2 separate regions of the Mus musculus genome follow, and region 2 is linked to region 1. The links are chromatin contacts, called in public HiChIP or PLAC-seq maps. All regions are on one chromosome and are shown on one strand. Each heading gives the region's core, a stretch centred on a gene start, on an enhancer-like site or on the middle of the called end of the contact. The rest is flanking DNA. Distances are from core to core; before and after follow the strand shown.

The links. HiChIP or PLAC-seq counts read pairs in DNA pulled down with a chosen protein or histone mark.
Region 2: a contact with region 1 is called in a CTCF HiChIP or PLAC-seq map of the NIH/3T3 cell line, with 12 read pairs. The contact joins two enhancer-like sites. A contact is called at or near these places in 1 of 15 datasets of contacts at CTCF or cohesin (the NIH/3T3 cell line), 1 of 484 Hi-C or Micro-C datasets (uterus) and 2 of 115 datasets of contacts at active chromatin or transcription factors (embryonic stem cells and pancreatic cancer cells).

The regions. Positions count from the first base shown.
Region 1 is chr2:27,810,321-27,815,453 of GRCm38.p6, reverse strand. No RefSeq gene overlaps it. Among named protein-coding and RNA genes, the nearest start is that of Gm39777, 26 kb to the left of the region's middle. Within about 2 kb of position 1,928, at least 66 of the 459 cell types and tissues checked have an H3K27ac peak or open chromatin away from gene starts, as enhancers often do. A contact at or near this core is called in the NIH/3T3 cell line and uterus, where this site is marked.
Region 2 is chr2:27,934,509-27,939,935 of GRCm38.p6, reverse strand. The region is part of intron 4 of Col5a1 (collagen, type V, alpha 1); the gene reads right to left. Among named protein-coding and RNA genes, the nearest start is that of Col5a1, 51 kb to the right of the region's middle. Within about 2 kb of position 3,620, at least 75 of the 459 cell types and tissues checked have an H3K27ac peak or open chromatin away from gene starts, as enhancers often do. A contact at or near this core is called in the NIH/3T3 cell line and uterus, where this site is marked.

The sequences.
Region 1 (5,133 bases), core at 679-3,178:
GCGCCACCATCTGGACACTAAATGCACGAGCCTATGGGGAACACTTCTCATTCAAACCATCACACCTAAGCTGCCAGCCGCCTGGAAAAGTCACCTCGGGTCACAATCAGAGCTCCATCAAGTAGAGCACCTCACACCAGACAGCACATCCATGGACCAGGAGAGACAGGTCATCCAGATCAAGAACATTCAGACAGTGAAAGGCACAGTCTACCCATTTCAGGGGAAATAAAGCAAACATATTTCTTATTAATAAGTGAAGCACAAAAAGACTCTTTGAGCACAGCCAGGCAGATCAGGGAGCTAGGACACATTCATGGTGTAGAACATGGGGGTGACATTCAGAGATCATTTCAAGAGCCGGGCAGCTAAGCTAAGCCACAACTATAATGAATCCACACTACTGTCAGCCAGAGTCCCACACTGAAGGGAATATAGCAGTGTGTGCCCCTCAGACTCTGCTAAGGAGAAAGTCATAGCCATGAATGATGAGGTCAGGAAACCTATCATACAAAGATGTGGTTTATTGTGTTATTTAGAGAGAAAAAATTCAAAGTACACAAACATTCCACAGGGAAAAATGGTTAGTCTATGAGCTATCTGCCTGAGGCAGGACCCCATAGACTAGAAGACTAGGACGGGAGCTGTCTGCATCACCTGCAGGTGGGGCCTCCTGGTAAGAAAATGTGAACTGAATGACAGGTGGTGGTGTGTCCATCAGCTTTAACAACCAAGCTGTGACACCCACAGAAACAAGCCAGACAGGTGACATTTCTCCCCACCCTCACCCCCAACCCCCCACCCCTCCCACCCCCGAGCCGAGCTATCCAGTCTACACTGAGATGCATCCTTCTGAACAGGCTCTAGGAGTCTAGATGCACCGGAGAGAAACCACAGAGGCGGCTGGTGCTGTGTAACCGTTCGACGGAGGGAGGAAGATCCTGCAGACACACGACTGACCTCACCTTTATGTTCCTGCTGCTTCCCTCTGCCACACTGACCAGTGGCTCCGGCAAGATTCCCAGATGCCTCCCAGGACCAGTGCTCACTAAAGAGACAGTGTGACCCAAAGGAGCTTTCATCTCACAGCCTCACAGCCTCCTGCTATCTCTTTATAGGAGAAGTTGACCTGGAGAAAACCTAATCCTCAGAGCTACAGAGTAGAGAAGAGGTGAGGGCCTGGGATCCCCGACTCAGCTTATCATCCTGAGCATAAAGCAAAGTCAGAAAGCTCAGACCTGGTCCCAGTGTCAGCTAACCATGAATTTCAGGTTCCTGGGCTTTAGTTTCCTCATCTCTAAAGTGGATCCTTGCCGGGTGAGGCTACTGTGGCAATGAGATGCAATAATAACCTATATGCATGAGCTACCTAATGCCTAAGACAGGCCACCTCATAGCCCACCCGATGGTCTCTAGGGTTTCACATACATATACCTACTGCTTCCTGAGGCTTCACCCTCCACATCCTGCTTTTTACTATTTGTTCTTTCTGGGGCTTTGCCTTTGCACAGGACACCTTCAGCCATAGCCTGACACTTCTAGTCGTGTACACCTAACACCAGAAGAATGGCTTCATTCGCTCTCAGCAGGCAACAGAAAGATGGATCCATGGCGGGGAAGGAGCTTCCTTTTGTGGCTCCTGCTTAGCAACACCCAGAATGCATCCTGGGTGCAGCCAGAGCCCTAGCATAACATGCACCAAAGTGGCCCCTCACCCCAGCCCCATTTTCACCTAGGACAGCAGCCAACTCTACCCTTCCACTGATCCTGCTCTCTCCCTACACATTGCCTCAGAGCCTACGAGGCCCCATTCTGGGCTTAGAGACAACATTTCCATGCAGGCCAGAGCAGCCAGGGCCCCCTCCTCATTAGTTGAGGGCTCCCAGTTGAGCTGTCACTGGTGGCCAGACGCCAACTCCCCCCAGGCCTGAGCTGCGATGACATCATCCTGGCGTGTGAGGCAGTTAAGTAGAAGCAGATGTCAGCCTCTGTCCTGGGCCAGGGCACCCTAGGAAACTTCTGCGAACAGTCAGTCCATCACGATCACCTACCATCCACAGAGTAGAGCCAAGGTGATCAAAGGTATCAGGATGGTAGTCCCCAACATGGAGCCTAGAGCCTGCTAGGTCCTAGGAAATGCCTAATTAAGTAAGGGCTGTCCTGGAAGACGTTCACCGGTAAGTTTATGTCCTCTTAGAACTCAGAATGGGGCCTTGTTTAGAAAGAGGCTTTGTAGATGTGACAGTGAAGGGCTGGACCTGATAAACCCTGGACCCAAGGACAAATCTTGCTAGGAGGAGGGGAAGACCAGAGGCTTTGAAGCCAGGAGAAGATGGAATTTGGAGTGATGATTTACAAGTCAGGCATGCCTGGGAACCCAGAAAGTGGGAGGGCAAGACAGGAGTCTCCTCCCCATCTGTGATGAGTTGGAGAGCTGAGAAGAGGAGAGTGTGGCAGGGGCGGTGGGTAGGGCACTTAATGTTAGATCTCCCTTGATAGATCTCTCCAAAGCTTGAAGGAAATGCTCTCTGTGTTTTGCCCCTTGATTCACTGTCTTCTGTTACAGCAACCCTGGACAGCTCACACAGTAAGCTGAAGGTGCATGCCATGACACCTCAATGGATCCTCAAAGGTCTTAGCAATAGGTGCTGGCAGGATGGTTCAGTGGGTAAAGGTGCCTTCTGCCAAGCATGAAGTTCTGAGTTTAATCCCTTGGGACCCACACAGTGGAAAGAGATAACCAACTTCAGCAAGGTCATCCTGACTTCTACAGTCATGCAGTGGAATCCACACATCATGTGAGAATATGCACATGTGTGTACACACAAGGGCACTTACAGATAGATAGATAGATAGATAGATAGATAGATAGATAGATAGATAGATAGATAGACAGATACATACATACATACATACATACATACATACATACATACATACACACACAGACATTTAGACAGATAAATGTTTAAAACTAAAATGGCTAGCACCAGGTCACAACTGAGCATAATCTAATAAGACAGGAAATTTTACAAAATGTAAACATATATAAGTACTGAAGAAAAAGAAACATAGACCTGCTAAGTAGCAAACAAACTGTGGTAGATATACACCCTGGTGTCTAAGTGGTAAACTTAAGGAATAAACGTGGTCTGACAGACTTGGAGCAGGAGAGACTCGAACATCAGTTTTTACAGGAAGCACACAAAACAGAAGGGTCTGCAGACAGGAAGTAGACCATATAGAAGATTTTAAATGTAAAAAGAGAGTGGACGCCAGGAGCTGGGTGCTGGGTGCCGGGCCACATGCCTAGAATTCCAGCATCAAGGAAGCTGTCTTGATTACTTTATTGTTGTTTTGATAAAATATCCTGACCGAGGCAACTTAGGGGAGAAATTATTTATTTCAGCTCACAGTGCACTGCTGAGGACAGGCACCGCATCAGGACCTGGGACAGCTGGTCACATCGCATTACAGTCAACAGACAGCGATAGTCACTTACATCTGGCTCACTCTCTCCTTTTATCCTGTCTAGGATCCCAGCGGAGGGAATGGAGCTGCCCATAGTGGACTGGGTGGGCCTTTCCACCTCAGTTAACCTAAACAAGATCATCCCCTCTGAGGTGGTTCACAACCCAGATGATCTAGACATCACATTGACATTGAGATTGCCCATCCCAGAGGCTGAGGCAAGAGGATGATGGGTCCCAGGCAGCCTCGGATGTTGTAGTAAGAGCCTAGCTTTAAAACAAACAAAAAAGTGCAACGTGTGAAAGGGATCCCAAATAAAATATGTCTGAAGACAAAATGCACACACACTTCGACCTCCGTGTTAAGACCAATTTACCCAAAAAAGCAAACAAAGCAATCTGTAAACTTCAGGCATCCTCAAAATCAAATGTAAAATCCCAAACCCTTTATGTCTTTACTCGCAGGAGAGTTCTTGAAGCAGACTACCAGACCAGAAGTCTGCAGGAAATCAGGAACAGCCAGACTCAGTGGCTCTGTGACTGTGGCCCTCAGTGGCTGTCCCCAGTGGCTGTGACCCCTGATAGTTATAACCACCATAGTTCTGCCCCTCCCCCAGTGGTTATGGCCTCCGGTAGTTACAGCCCTGGTGGGTAGGGCAATTGGTGGCTGCAGGCTGCTTGGTTCTCCGAAGCTCATGTGGAAGTTTTGGTGAAACTGGCTCTGCCCTAAGAAAAAACAATCTCAAACGTCTCAAGGAACAGAAATAACCAGGGTGTGCTTTCTGATCTCAACTTAGAGGAGACCCTATAGTTGGGGTTCACACACGCTGTGACACGGCTTGCTTTCAAGAAAACCACAATGAGAAGTCAAGTACAGTCTTACCGAAGACTATGCCCAGGGAGAGTCCATGTGTAAACACTTTACATCAAACCCCGGGCAAGTCTGTCTGCTGAGTACTACCAGGGAATGCCACCAGGGAATGTAACAGATCAACTAGAGGCTGAGTCCAAATCTGGAGAGGTGAGAGAAGCCAGGCCTGGACTGCAGCGCTGTGCTCCCAGATGCTCAGGAGCCTGAGGCAGGCCTTTCTCAGCTTTAGACCCTGTCTCAAAAAAGGGGGTGGGCGGGAGCTGAAGAGATGGCTCAGCAGTTAAGAGCATGTACTGTTCTTGCACAGGGTCAAAGTTCATTTCCAGTACATACATCAGGTGGTTCACAATTATCTGCAATTCAAGGCATCCAATGCCTCTGGCTTCCAAGGGCGCACACACACACACCACATACACACATGTACACATACACACAAACACATACACACATACCATATAATACACACACACACAATACATACACACATAACATATACACACATGCACACATACACACACATACACTCACACTCATACACACACACATTCACATACACACATACATACACACACTCTCTCTCACATACACCACACACACACACACACATACACTCATACACATACATATTCACACAGCACCAATTAAGTATATTTTAAAAGAGAATAAAAACCAAAGTAAGAAGACAGAAGTAACAAAATTATACACTTCTGGCAAGACTAATGAGAAGAAGAATAACAGTGGCTATGAATCACTTAACCATGAATAAGGAAACAGAAACATTATTGAGCATAT
Region 2 (5,427 bases), core at 2,371-4,870, 120 kb before region 1:
ACCCTTCTTCTTCCGGGTTGCAGGAGAGGTGGCCCCAAGTGTACCAGTCAAGTGAATCTTGAGCCCTCACTGCCACACTCCCTGGCCATAAGCCATTCCCAGAACCATGCCCCAGAGCTGGTTAGGGTAGACCTCTCCACCGCCCATACAAAACACACCTAGGCACGTGTGGCTTGGACTCATTCCCAGGACTGCCTTGATTGCTGTCACAGGTAGAGGAGTGGAACCAGAAGCCAGCACTGCCCAGCTCCCCTGGCTTCCCATCTGAATGACACTCTGTGATCTTAGGCACTGTCCCAAACCACATCAGGCCACACTTCCTATCCATGAGGATGGAAACAGGACTGGGCTCAGCGGTTGCCAGGGAACGGCTCAGCCCAACTTCCTCAACTGGAGCAGAGCATGACTTGTTTCCAACAGCAGTGAAGGATTGCAGAGCCAGGCCACACAGGCACATGCCAGGTACCCACAGGTTCAGGACACACCCAGTCAGCAGGCCAGGGTGACTTCCACAGACCTAGGGCAGAGCAGTTGGGTGCCGCTCTATGTTGTCCTCAGAAGTTCCCTGTAGACAGGGCATACATTCTGGCTTTCAGGGGCCTCCCTCACCAGTCACATTTAAAATCTGGCATTGGCATTATTGCTCATGGGCTACACAGGATGGAAATAAAACGTATCTAAGCCACAGGAAGGGGACCTGAAAACACTGCTTCATGGTTTTCAGTGTGGCTGTGCAGAGTGGGCTGCGCTGTGATCACAAGAGAATGAAGGAAACAGCTTCAAGTCTATGTCAAATGTTGTTGTCTTTCTCTGGATCCTATCAAGGGTGCATGGTATAACGGCATCATTGGGAAATATCACAGAGCTGGGCCCTAGAGAAAGAGATGGATGATCACCATCCTCACCACCACCACCACCACCACTACCACTAAATCACCATCACCACCACCAAGACAACCATCATCAGGATCACCACCACCACCATTAACACTACCAAGATCACCATCACAAGGGCCATCACCACCACTACCACTAAATCACCATCACCACCACCAAGACAACCATCATCAGGATCACCACCACCACCATTAACACTACCAAGATCACCATCACAAGGGCCATCACCACCACCACCACTAAGTTCACCATCACCACCACGAAGACCACCATTACCAGGCTCACCACCACCATCATCACTACCACATTCACTATCATCAGCACTACCAACCCCATACCACCATGTAGATCACTATCACCACTACCACAATCACAATACTCACCATTTCTACCACCAAGACCACCATAACCCCATTACCATGCACACCTGCCAGTATACCACCACCAGTCTCCAATCATGACCATAATGATGCCAAGTGGCCCTCAATCCCTCGTGAAGGGGGACCATCCCCCTGACGGCCCTCTGCAGCAGGTAAGCATGCAGGAGAGCACACAGCTTGGACTCCTCCTTCTTCCGTCCATCCAGTGTTTCATACTCGCCTCTATGCCTGTGGACATAGGTGAATGACTGCGGGTCTCCAGGGAGAAGAGCGCAGCCCCTAGGCTTTCCAATTTACACAACTGAAAAATTGGATTCTGCCTCTGAGATACAGGAAGGCAGGATGGAGGACACAGTTCAGAGCTTGGCTGTGGCCTCCTAACCCATCAGCACGGGATGTATTGAGCCCAGTGGTGCGGGTGAGGCTATCTGAAGAAGGCTACATATTGACTTGAGCCAGGGCTATGAGTATGGCCAAACCCAGACCTCTTAGGATAGCCATTATCAATTCTGCAGCCTCTTAATAATTCTATAGTGTGTGTGAATATGTGTGTGTGTCTGAGAGAGAGAGAGAGAGAGAGAGAGAGAGAGAGAGAGAGAGAGAATATGTAACTTTGCTGTAAAATGTAATATTGTCCTAGTTTGCTTCCTATTGCTATGATAAAACATTTTGACACAAAGAAATCTGGGGAGGAAAGGGTTTATTTGGCTCACAAGTCCCAGTCCCAGTCCCAGTCCATCACCAAGGGAAGTCAGGGTAGGAACTCAAGGCAGGAACCTGGAGGTAGGAATTAAAGCAGAGATCACGGAGGGGAACACTGCTCACTAGCTTGCTCCTCACGGTTTGCTCAGCCTTCTTTTTTAATGAATGCAGGACCACCCATCTAGGGTGGACCATCTCACATCAACCATCACTCAAGAAAACGCTCCACAGGCCGATCTGATGGAGGAAGTTTTTCATTTGAGGTTCTCTCTTCCTGGCTGTCCTCAGCTTGTGTTGAGTTGACAAAATAAAAAATAACTAGGGGCTGGTGAGATGGCTCAGTGGGTAAGAGCACCCGACTGTTCTTCCGAAGGTCCGGAGTTCAAATCCCAGCAACCACATGGTGGTTCACAACCATCCATAACGAGATCTGACTCCCTCTTCTGGAGTGTGTGAAGACAGCTACAGTGTACTTACATATAATAAATAAATAAATCTTTAAAAAAAAACTAACCAGAATAAATATATAATACTAGTTAATATTTACCATTAGGAGCGGAAAGAAAGGGCCTGTGGCTAGCAGTGGCACTGCCTATCAATTCCAATTAGGAGTGCTTGGTGGATTACAGCCAATCAAATGACACAGCTTTCAGGCTTCCTGTTAGCATCGAAGAGATTCAAAGGTGTCCATCAGTGTTTCTGAAAACATGCTCCCAATGCCCACGCAGTCAGCCATGGGAGCTGAAGGACAGGGCTTGGCCACGCCCCCAGACAGCACTCAGACACTCTCACCTGTCACTAGCTTGATAGCAGTTTCTAGGCTCTCACCGGTCCCTGGCCACATGCCGCTCCTGCAGGTGACACACTGTCCCTCTGTCCCCCTACACGTGTCCTGCCTGCCCTGGTCACCTCCCTCAATGTCTTGGCCCTGTGTGTCTCCTGGCAAAGAGGTCCAACTTCCTAGAGCTCCTTGCCCACAATGGTCTCGGGGGAACCAGAATGTCTACTGCATGCCAGCCCAGCATGATATCACTGGACAAAGCCTGACTTCCAACATCAGGTCAACCCTGTCTCCTGGGAGATGCTTGCTCACGATTTCCATGGAACAAGCCTGGAACCCTCACAGGCCAGGCGAGTGCTATGAAGGGCTGAATCTCTGCAGCTTTGGGCCTCAGGACCATGATTTAATGGGTCCTAGAAGCAGAAACCTCCATCTGGTTGCCTGCCAGGCAACAGCTTTACTTGGTGAATCACGCTGTGTGGCTCGCTGCCAGCCACAGCACACGCTGGGGCCAGCCTCTGTCCCAACATGAAGTTCTTCCTAAACCTGGTAGCTGGGGAATTAGAAGCCACTCAGGAGTGCCCAGTGCCTTACACTGAAGTGTGCATGCTCTGGTGGGATCAGGGGAAGCCTTGTCAAGCTGCTTTAGAGATATAAGCTAAATGAAAGCTTATATTTCAGCTATGTTTCAGCTCTAAGCCTTCACGGAAGGGACTTGGATGGAGCTCAGCTGAGGGTTTTGAAGTGAGACCACTAGGTTTAGTGTAAGCCTTGTGTGTCCTGCCGACACCTGACCTCGGACTCAGAGCCTTCTAGACTGGAAGGAAACAGAGTCTTCATTTTGCTACCACTTGTGACCGTGCCTGTCAGCTCCAGGTGACTCATCAGAACAACTCTGCCTTTCCAGGAGTCAGGAGGTACCAGGGAGAAGTCAGACTGAAGATACAACCAGATGAAGTCTTGAATCCCCACTTGCCAGTGTCCTGGGGCCTCCAAGGGAGCCATGTTGTGTCTAAGTAAATGGCTCCCTGCATCCAGGTAAAGCCTGCCACAGTAGGTGCACAGCCTAGTGTTCTGCAGCAAGATGAGAGGCGGAGACAGAATCCCTGAAATCTCGTGTCTACACCCTACACCCTACACCCTGCACCCTGCACCCTGCACCCTATACCCAAAGCAGCTGTCTAGTGCAGGAAACAGCAAATGGCAAAGTCATCCTATCTCTAGCAAGGCAGAAGGGGAGAGCGAGCAACTGAGGCTGACCACTGACCTCCTCATGTGCACCATGCATGCACACCCGCACTCATATACGTGCACATACATCTGTGCACACACACGCACACACACACACACACACACACACACACATCACAAGGGCACATACTGAGGCCTCATCAGTGTGCTGGAGCACAGATGTGATAGCCTGAGATGGCCAGGCAGCATCTGCATTTTGACTGAGTGGAATACAGAAGACCAGAACTGGCTAAATGTGAATCATGTCCCAAGCCACAAGGACAAGGCCCCGTGCACACCCTGCTTGCTCACTGATGTGCACTCCTCCCATTTGTTGCTTGGCCCCAACTTGGCCATGCCCAGGATGGGCAGCTGAGAGCCTGGGTTTGAGGTTTCCCTTCTAGTCACTGAGCCCAGGTCCTAGCGTTTAGTTCTAGAAGCTTCCATATTCCTGTCTGTGCCTCAGGATGCAGGGGCCTGGAGCAGTACAAGAGGGCTATGGGAAAGCAGGTCTCGTTGCTGTGTTAGGTCCCTCACAGCATGGCCAACATGACCACAGCCATGGCTACACTGACCTGGGTAGAAATAGGGACTCAGGCCAAATCTCAGGAGCAGCTGGTCCAGGCTGCCCCACCTAAACTGCAAGCATCATAATGGATGGAGACCAGGGCACAGAGATGGTATCAGATGGGCTTCGGGAAAGCCGGCTCCTAGCTATCTGCAACCAGAGTCAGAATCAGCCTTCCTCAGCTGTTCTCAGGGTGGGTAGGGCACCTCATGCCTTACTGGGGCTCCTTCTGAAATGCGTATGACCTTCAGGTCGGCAAGGGAGGACGACAGATATGAAGCACAGGCAAAGCTGATAGCTGGACAGGGGCAGCCGCTCTCAGGAGCTCTTTAGCTTGGCCACCAATCACTGGCCGACTCCCACAGGCTGGGGCCAGCTCTCTCTAGAGGTCTTTCCCCTCAGTCCACTCCCCCATGACACAAGTCCCTTTCCACTGGCCCTGAATCCCACTCAACAGCAAGCCTGGGCTGAATGCCTCGGCCCATGATAGCTCGCCACGGAGGCCCTTGGTGGACAGGTGAGCAGAAGAAAAAGAGAGTTTCCCCGGCAGGATTCAGAGGTTTAAAATCGGAGCTAAAGTGGGGCCTGGATCTGGGGCCACACTGGTATATCTCCCCACGAGAACACAGCTCTCTCCACTCACACAGAAGATGGCTTGGTCTCAGACCTGTTTGAGAAGGCCAGACCAGATCTCCTTGAGCTGGCTACTGAGGAAGGCGTCTCCTCAGCACAGCCCGTTCCTGCCTCAGAGCAGACTCCAGGAAAAAACACGTCAGTGGAAAAGCCAGGCTCCTGCAGACAGGGAAGGCAGGATTAGGTAAACACTTGGCCTTCTTCAAATGCTGAGGTGCGGTTGGGAAGGGGAACCC